3 separate regions of the Mus musculus genome follow, and regions 2 and 3 are each linked to region 1. Evidence: chromatin contacts called from public Hi-C and HiChIP or PLAC-seq data. All regions are on one chromosome and are shown on one strand. The core of a region is the stretch at or near the end of the contact, and the rest is flanking DNA. Distances in the headings are between cores, read along the strand shown.

Region 1 (2,761 bases), core at 146-2,645:
TTCCAGCTCAAGAAAAAAAAAAAAAAACCCAAGTAGTATACAAAGTGCCACCCAATGTTTACGGCTATTTTTTTGCAGTGGTGTTGGACTTCAAGGACTTGTCCTTTGCTTCTAGAGAATTGGGAGCCAAGTAGTACATACTCCCTGACCAGCTAGATAGCTTTCGTGGGACCGAAAGGGTTAATACAGTGCAGAGGCATCTAGGAGAATCTGAATATCTGTCTAGATGTTGTGTAATTTCAACCAATCAATCAAAGGACACTTTCAGGAACAGCCTTGGGAAAAAATGTCAACTAAGCAAAAATGCCTGTCCTCCGTTCCTCCTCCTCCTCCTCCTCCCTCTCTGGTCTCCACCCAGTGGATGGAAAAACCTATCTTCCCTCCCTTCTATTTTAGATGTAAATATGTTGGTGAGCAAAATACTGGGTTACTCAGAGCAACAAATAGCCTTTTCAGGGCTAATGCATGGGTATTCTAATAGCCTTCATCTCTGGAGCCCTCAGTACATGGTAGATAATATACCATGAGCTTTAGCTCACTTAATGGTTGCAGTATATTTGAGAGGGAGCCATTATCAGCTCTGTTTGTCAGAAGAAAGAAACTGGGGTTTCATGTGACTTGCTGTCTTGGGCTTGACCCCGGAATTAGTAACTGGCTGAGAAATGTAAGCTTTCCTTGGTATAACCTAGACTCCTATCCTGTTCCCCTGCTTCTTTCATGGCTTCTTAGAGCCAAAGGTCCCCTCCTGTCCCTCATAGGAGCCACCGGCCATGAGAGCCTGTTTATACTTAAATTCAAAGTAATTAAAAGCCTGTGAAGTTTAAAATGTGGTTCGTCAACCACACTAACCTCATTTAAAGTATTCTGTGGACACAGGGACTAGAGACTCCAGTATTGCACTGGTCAGAAAGAGAATTTACATCACCATGGAAAGTTCTATATTAATTTGCTGTCTAAGTCTGATGTGCAGGCCAATAAAGCTAGTGTTTGGAAAGCGGAGGTGGAAGGATTACAAATTTGAGGCTAGCCTTGGCTACCTAGTAAAACCTTGAGAAGTTGTTTCAAAAGAACCAACAGGGAAGGAAAGGGGGAAAGCTGACACGTTTGCCCTGAGTTTGTCTATCCTCTGCCTCGACATGAACACACACATGAACACACACATGAACACACACATGAACACACACATGAACACACACATGAACACACACATGAACACACACGAAACAAAGTGGCACCATGAGACAAAGTGAATTTTAAGAAGAGAGAACAGCCTGGCATGCATGGTGCCTCTAACAATCTGCTCAGAACTCCAGTTGACTCTCATGCTACCTCTGTGACTTGACCCTAGAGGGTAACTGCAGAGCGTTTCAGCGGGTTCTACACTCAAGCAAATATTTGCTCAAATCCCATTCTTTACCCAGGCTGCTGTTAACAAACGTCAACAAGGCTCGGAGGAGGCTTTGTTCTCTCCTTGGCCTTAAACTAGGGCTGCTTTTTCTGGTTTCCTCTTGACAGCAAGACCAGGATGAGGTGGGTTACTTAGCACCCTGAGATGAAAGGACAGCCCAGCCCCTGTCACATAGCTTTGGTGGTGGGGGCTATGCTGACTGTCTTTAAGACGTACAGAACAATAAGGAGACTCAGCAGCCAGCATGGAATGCCCAGATGTTGGTCAATTTCCTCCAGACTTTTCAAAGAGAAGTGGATGGAGGAGGCTGGGGTGGAGGCTAGCCTCACACTGGCTCTCCTGGCTCTACAAACTGGAGGTGGCCTAGGAGCTCCAAGTGACTTTCCAGAGAGTTGACATGGAGGCTACAGAGTCAGTGGTGGGCTTCTGGGTCTATATCAAGACTCACATCTTGAGTCTGACTGAGTTCAGGGTGGTAGGCTTCTAAGCTCACCTCCTCCCCCTAGCTCAGAAGCCAGGACAGAGCTTGGTGGACCTTGTGTAACAAGCAGACAGTCCAAGAGTGTGGTGACAGACAGGTAGCCTTGCATGCCCTTTGCTGGGTATTAGTTCTTCAAATTATACGTGTTTCTAGTGCTAAATCCTGCCAGTGGTGTGACCACTCACTCTGTACATTTGGTAAAAGTCATTAAATCGTACATTTATGCATGTGGATTTTTCCGATATATAAATTGTGCCTCCGGAAAGCTGCACTGAAAAATTTAAATCACATCTCTTAATGGATCGTCTAAGTATCTCTCTGGAGTCTAGAGGGGTGTACCAGGCTGCACCTTAAGCAACATAATGGACAGTTTTCAGGGCTTCTGGTAGGCTTGTTTCCCCTGCCCTGCTTCTCTGATCTTCTTCCTAAGAGCTAACCGAAACCTTCCTCTTTACCCAACGTGGCTTCCCAAATAAATATGCAGTGTTTTGCTTTTTTACTTACCCATTGGGGAAGGAGTCCATTGCCCTGAATCAACTCTTCCTTATATTTGTATTTCAAATCGGTCTCTTTGCAGGATGATTTATTTAATCCCCATGCAAGGGATTTAAACTCTTAAAAGAATACATAGAGGAGGGGAGATGAAGGAGCTTCGCCTTCCCTCTGAGAACCAAGAACCTAGAAACTACAACAGGAAGGCAGCCATCTATTGTCTGTCAGTAAAATCAGACCAGCTGCCTGGTGATGATGAAAGACTAGATTGGCCCTGTGTTCTTAGGTGCAGCCATGTAAATGGCTTTGGGAGCAGAGGGTGTACTGCAAGACTGGTCCAGCTGTGCCATCCATCCAGTAGTGAATAGATACTCCAGGAG
Region 2 (2,761 bases), core at 192-2,691, 190 kb after region 1:
GCTAGCAAAGTACTGGCTCTGGTCACGTGATGTCACTCAGGGGGAGACTTTAGGGAATAACTTTCCCACTCCGTGGAATGTTTTCAAACCTACACCTCTGTTACAGTCTTGCAGTCTGATTACACATCGTGGTCAGTCTCTGCGTTTCTTGAGGGCAGGGTCTGCTCCAGCCTCCTCTCTAGGGGGGCGAACACATATAGTGCTTCACATATGGTAAAGCCAATGAATGAATTACAAGAGTTACTGCAGATTTTTTTTAATGTTCTCTTAGCAAATTATAGTTATAAATACATCGTGTGTCTATATTTTAGCAGTGATATTTTAAAGTGCGGAGATGAACCAACATCCTGTGTTTGTGTGTATTGATGAGATACAAAGCTCTGTTCAAACGAATAGATCCTTTAGCAAGAACGATCTGGACCTTAAAAGAGCCAGAGCAGTAAAGGTCCAAGGTGGGTAGGCACACTGCCAATCCTTAACCCATGTTACTGAATGAAACAGCATATCTGTCTTTGTACTACAGATTCTGGTTTTAAAAGTTAAAAAAAAAAAAAAAAAAGAAGGAGAAGAAGAAGCAGCATCTTCGTATCTTGCTATGTTCTCCATAAAATAAGAATAATAATCACCCAGATGGGACATAGAAATGAGGTCTGGGTTCCAATAGCGAGCAAGAGAAAATGGAAAAATTCCTTTGGCGTTTGCTCTTGTGATACAGAGGAAAAACACTGGCTGGGTGATCAGCTTGGCTCCCCCCATCTCCAAGTGAAGCAGGAGGAGAAGGGGCCACTGTGAATCGGCTGTCCTTTCAAAGTCGAGAAATTGTAGAGAGAGGGCAACCCCAGGTCTAAGAGTGCAGGCTTGTGGGACAGATCCCCCCCCCCCAGGGCACACCCACCTTGAATGTCACCAATGACCTGTGCCTCTCCTAGAGTTACACTTGGCAGGCAGGGGCCGCATTGAGACTATCTCCCCGGGGGATCTCATGGGATCAGAGATGCAGCTTCTTTTTCTTACAGGTGGGATAAGAGTAACTGCAGGTTCATGTGAGGACGGGGATGGATTGTTTTCACTCTCAGGCCATTGAAAAAGAAAGAAGAAAAAGTCACTAACAGTCTGTCCTAGCCCCTTCTCAGCGCTCACTGGTTCCCTGTGACTTTACTTTCATGGTTTCTCCGCAGCGAGGTTCTGGACGCCGGGATCCATTACTGTCTACATCCTCTAGTTGGTTTGTTTTGTGCCTGAAGTTTTCTAGTTGACAGTTGAGAAGCTTGGGTTCAGACAGGATCGGTTGTCCACCAGAAGGATGTGGGGCTCTTATTTTGAACGGATATGAACCTGGTTGTCTGCATCTGGGTGTTCAGTGGGGTTTGCTACACAGGCATCTCTCAAGCTCCCAGGAAAGGCTGAAGCTGCAGAGGGAAGTGGTCACGAGGCAGGAGAGGGAGGCACGAGGGTGGTAGAGTTGCACGCTCGCTCTCCCTGCCAAGGGAGCGATGAAGTTAAAAGAGGCAGGCAAGTGCTGTGCGGCAGAGCCTTGGAGTTAGCAGAGGGCAGCCCCGTTTGTCTTTGTGCCAGTGGACGATGGGGTGATCTCCAGGCTGGTTGGCGAAGGGAACCCTGGGCCAACCTGTGAGAGCTGCTGTTTGTGAGTTTGCGATCAAATCGATTGCGAATATGGAAGTTATTACTGCTCAGAAAAAGCACTTTATATCAGGGTTAATTATAAGGAGGTTCTGTGGTATAATTAGTGTTCTTTCTATGGAGGATTAAGGGGCTCTCCTAAATGGCCTTTCTGATTGCCTTCTTCCCTTTTTTAATTTCCTCCTTGTCCTTTTTGATTATCTACCCCACGACCCTCAGGGCTCCTCAATGTAATACAATTAAAATAACATTTTTGTGTTAAAGAGTTTTATTTTATGAGCTATTAACCCCCTGCTTGCCCAAAGACTGTTTTTCGTCTCCCTGAACACCAGAGGCTCTCCCTCCCCACCCCACCCCCAGTCACAGTGGGGCATCCACAGCCCCAAGGGAGACACCTGCAGAGGAGGATTCAGGCTGGGCCCTGTCCTAAGCAAGACTGAGGGCCTGTCTAGGCCTGGGCTTTGAAGAGAGGATGGGCTGCTGACTCGCTGGCAGGAATGAAGGATAATCCAGTCCTCCTCCCTCAGCCAACTTTCCTCTCAGTGGAAGGCTGAGCAGTATGAACTTGCCCCATTCTATTCTGAGATGTGGCAGACTCTCCTGTAACACAGTAGGTGCTTAAAACTAGTCAACAGTGACCCTGCTTAGAAACAGTTACCTTCCTTTTTTTTTTAACAGTCCCAAGAGAAGCAGAAATGTAAACATCCACCTTTCCCTCCCACTTAGGGCTGCGCCCTTTTGTATATTAGCCTCCTGATCCCACCTCTCACTTTACACCCTTCTGAGGAGCCTAAAGTGGGAAGGGGTGGTCCTTCTGGCCAATGTTCCTGCTTGAGACTAGGAGTGAACAGCTTATAGGAATGGCTCAGCAGGTAAGAGCACTTGCACACATAAGCAGGGAGACCTGAGTTTGGATACCCAGCAACTATGTAACAGTCATGTATTGTCACTTGTGCCTGTGTACCCAGAACTGTGAAGGGTGGAGTCAGGAGGATCCCTGGAACTTCCTGACCAGCCCAGCAAACCCAAAAGCTTTGATCTCCAGGATATCTGAGAGACCCTGTCTGAAGGGAAGTAGGCCAAAAGCGATAGAGCCAGACAGACACTTGGTGACCTCCTC
Region 3 (2,761 bases), core at 174-2,673, 150 kb after region 1:
TTCTTGGAGTGGTGTGTGTGTGTGTGTGTGTGTGTGTGTGTGTGTTCTGTTATTGCTGCTGTTTTTTTGTTGTTGGTTTGAGAAAGAGTCTCATGTATCCAAGGCTAGGTTTGAACTCACTATGTTGCTGCGGATGATCGTGAACACCGAATCCCCCTGCCTCTACCTTCCGTGAGCTGGGATTATAGGTGGGTGCCACAGTACCTGACTGATGGGTTTCAAATCTGAAGCTCCTTGAAGAACTTAAGACTGTGATGCCTTCTGCTAAAAGAAGACTCAGTGACAAGCTCTCATTTATCAGAAGTCATGCTGGATAAGTGAGCTGCATTCCTGGTAGGAGGAACCCAGTGGTGACACTGGTGGGATTTATGTTCAGTCCTCCAACTCAAGGACATCCTGACATGAGTGTAGTTCAGGTTCTTCCACCTAGTAGCCCACCCTGCAATGACTATTGCCTGCCTGTCAGGACTAGAACCAGGCTTGAGGGGACACCTGAGGCAGAGTCTGCCCTTAAGGAACTGACAGTGGCTGTGTGGGATGCCTTTTCCTATGAATGGGTTACAGAAATAGACTCTGGGAGCTCTGAGGTCAGATTTTGGGGTGAAGGGGTCTTAACACAGAGGCTTACAAGTAAGTGGAATCTTTCAAGAGGAGGAGCTTTCAGACACAGAAGGGAAGTTGTGGGAGAAAGCTCAGTAGACAGGAGGTCAATATACAAACAGAAAAGAAGGAAGTTAGGACTCAAAATGCCTGGCGCATAGTCAGCATGGCCAGACTAGAGTGGGTCAAGCAAGAGGATGCAGTGTGGGTTCTGGCTAGTGTTCACATTTCTAGCCAGAAAGAACAAAGATGGCCCAGGCTTTGATACCTGGCTCACTCACTCCCTAAGCAGCAAGAATGCAGTAAGGCACTGAAAATCCAAGGGCCTCAATTTCTCCCTAGCCACACAGGGTGTTGTAATCCTATCCTGGTGTTGTCCTGAAAATCAGCAGGAAGCCACATCAGCTGTCTGTCCCCCAAGTTTACCAGTCATTATTTGCCTTTGTGTGAGGTGTCCTTATCATAGGTCACAGACTCAAAAAGCCAGTGGCCCAGCAGGTAACAGAGGTAGCAAGAGAGCCAAATTGAAGGGACTCTGCAGTGTGGAGGAGGTCTGATGTACACTAGGCTCCTCAGGACAGGAAGCGCTACATGATCCCAGATTTCAGATTATTAGAAATGTGCAGTACAAATTTCGGTCTGAAGTGTCCCCTGCAGTTGTGATCTGAAGTTGAGAACATGGCCAGAGTCCAGGCAGTCCATGTCTGTGGGCAGCCAGGTGGAGACCTTTGATCTTGTTTTTATGGAGTGATGGGTCTGTACAGGGCAAGGCTGTGGTTGTTCCTCGTTCTTAGCAGGGCTGGTTCTTGGCACCTGCCCCATGGTTAGAGGGCACCAACTGGCCACATGCAGACACCAATCACCAACGCCAAGGGTGAGGAAAAGCCAAGCCAGCAAGTGAGGTTTTCAACAGTGCTGAATTCAAAGAGTGACCCCATATCTTCGCACAAGCCCAGGAACGAAAACTTTTCAAAACTCAGCCCCAGCGAGACTCTCCTGGGAGAGAAGCAGATCCTTAAGGGGGGCTGGGGGGGGGGAAGAATCTGTAGTCTGTGAGGGGCAAGGTTTGCCAAGCTATTAAACAGCAAGTTACAATAGGCAAGTGCAGAGATCACAGACTCGGGGATAAATGTACACTCATCTATACGGGAAACTTTGATGCTTTCAAATGCTCCCACCATCTAAGGAGCAGGCAGCAGGCAGCGCCTACATATCTCACAGCGGTCTACCTGTCTGGGTGTTTGGGCTCGACGGCAGGAAGCTCTTTGAAACCAGGCTGAGGTATTTCAAACAATTCTGTTTGACTCTCCAGCTTGTATATTCTGCTAATGCCCCTTTTTGTTGTTGTTAAATTGGCTTTTTTTTCTTTTTATTTATTTAATTTTTTTTTTTTTTTTTTTTTTTTACTAATTTTGGAATCTCCTATTAAGCTGGCAGTCTGCAAAGGAGACGATGACAAAGCTAAGATGCCTTTTGACTATCTTAATTGAATTAACACACACACACACACACACACACACACACACCACACAGGTGAATAGCTTACCCACAACCCTATGTAAGGAAGGAGATAAATTAGACTCAGAGATCAGAACTATGTCCAACAACAGCCCCATTAAAAGTGCCAAATGTCTGAAGCACTTGACTCCTGCCCAGATTATTTCCTGATGGTTTAGGGAGGGATGTTTACAACTTTCTATGAGTAATAAATAAATTAGGAGCCACCCATTAGAGCTTTCTAAATTATAGACATGACAGGCAAATTTCTCCTCTTTGGAAGCATAGAATGACCTGAAAGCCAGTCCTCGGCTTCAGCCTGTTTTCTCTTTGATTCTCTTTTCATTTTTTCTCAGTTACTGAGGGAAGGAAATAGCAATGTTGAGGAGTTTGCCCCGTCCCTTGTGCTTGCAGCCACAGTTCTGGTAACGAGGAGTGAGGGCCCGATGTGGGGGATACCCAGCCATCCTCCTACCACTTGGGGAAAGGAGGTAGGACAATCTCAGTTCCAGCCTGAGCTACACACAGTGAGATCTCATTTCGATCCTCTAGTGTTTCCCCCAAATAAATCAAGGTGTCTGTTGAAGTCATGGAGTGGAAACCCACAGGGCTCCAGTTTCCTCTCTCCTGTTGATCTCACACAGGCCTTGCTCATCCTTCACCG

Evidence for each region. Hi-C and Micro-C count contacts between places; a contact is called where the count stands out from the background. HiChIP or PLAC-seq counts read pairs in DNA pulled down with a chosen protein or histone mark.
Region 2: an H3K4me3 HiChIP or PLAC-seq map of the SCID.adh cell line shows a contact between it and region 1, with 14 read pairs. The contact joins two enhancer-like sites. A contact is called at or near these places in 1 of 15 datasets of contacts at CTCF or cohesin (stem cell-derived epiblast-like cells), 27 of 484 Hi-C or Micro-C datasets (CD4 T cells, CD8 T cells, CD8 central memory T cells and 12 more) and 5 of 115 datasets of contacts at active chromatin or transcription factors (CD8 T cells, the SCID.adh cell line, T-cell acute lymphoblastic leukemia and 2 more).
Region 3: a contact with region 1 is called in a Hi-C map of liver, with 1.8 times the contacts expected there. The contact joins two enhancer-like sites. A contact is called at or near these places in 6 of 484 Hi-C or Micro-C datasets (LSK cells, frontal cortex and liver) and 1 of 115 datasets of contacts at active chromatin or transcription factors (kidney).

The regions. Positions count from the first base shown.
Region 1 is chr9:68,957,731-68,960,491 of GRCm38.p6, forward strand. The region is part of intron 1 of Rora (RAR-related orphan receptor alpha); the gene reads left to right. Among named protein-coding and RNA genes, the nearest start is that of Gm31262, 140 kb to the left of the region's middle. Within about 2 kb of position 1,396, at least 9 of the 459 cell types and tissues checked have an H3K27ac peak or open chromatin away from gene starts, as enhancers often do. A contact at or near this core is called in the SCID.adh cell line and liver, where this site is marked.
Region 2 is chr9:69,148,945-69,151,705 of GRCm38.p6, forward strand. The region is part of intron 1 of Rora (RAR-related orphan receptor alpha); the gene reads left to right. Among named protein-coding and RNA genes, the nearest start is that of Gm46153, 160 kb to the right of the region's middle. Within about 2 kb of position 1,442, at least 16 of the 459 cell types and tissues checked have an H3K27ac peak or open chromatin away from gene starts, as enhancers often do. A contact at or near this core is called in the SCID.adh cell line, where this site is marked.
Region 3 is chr9:69,109,113-69,111,873 of GRCm38.p6, forward strand. The region is part of intron 1 of Rora (RAR-related orphan receptor alpha); the gene reads left to right. Among named protein-coding and RNA genes, the nearest start is that of Gm46153, 200 kb to the right of the region's middle. Within about 2 kb of position 1,424, at least 12 of the 459 cell types and tissues checked have an H3K27ac peak or open chromatin away from gene starts, as enhancers often do. A contact at or near this core is called in liver, where this site is marked.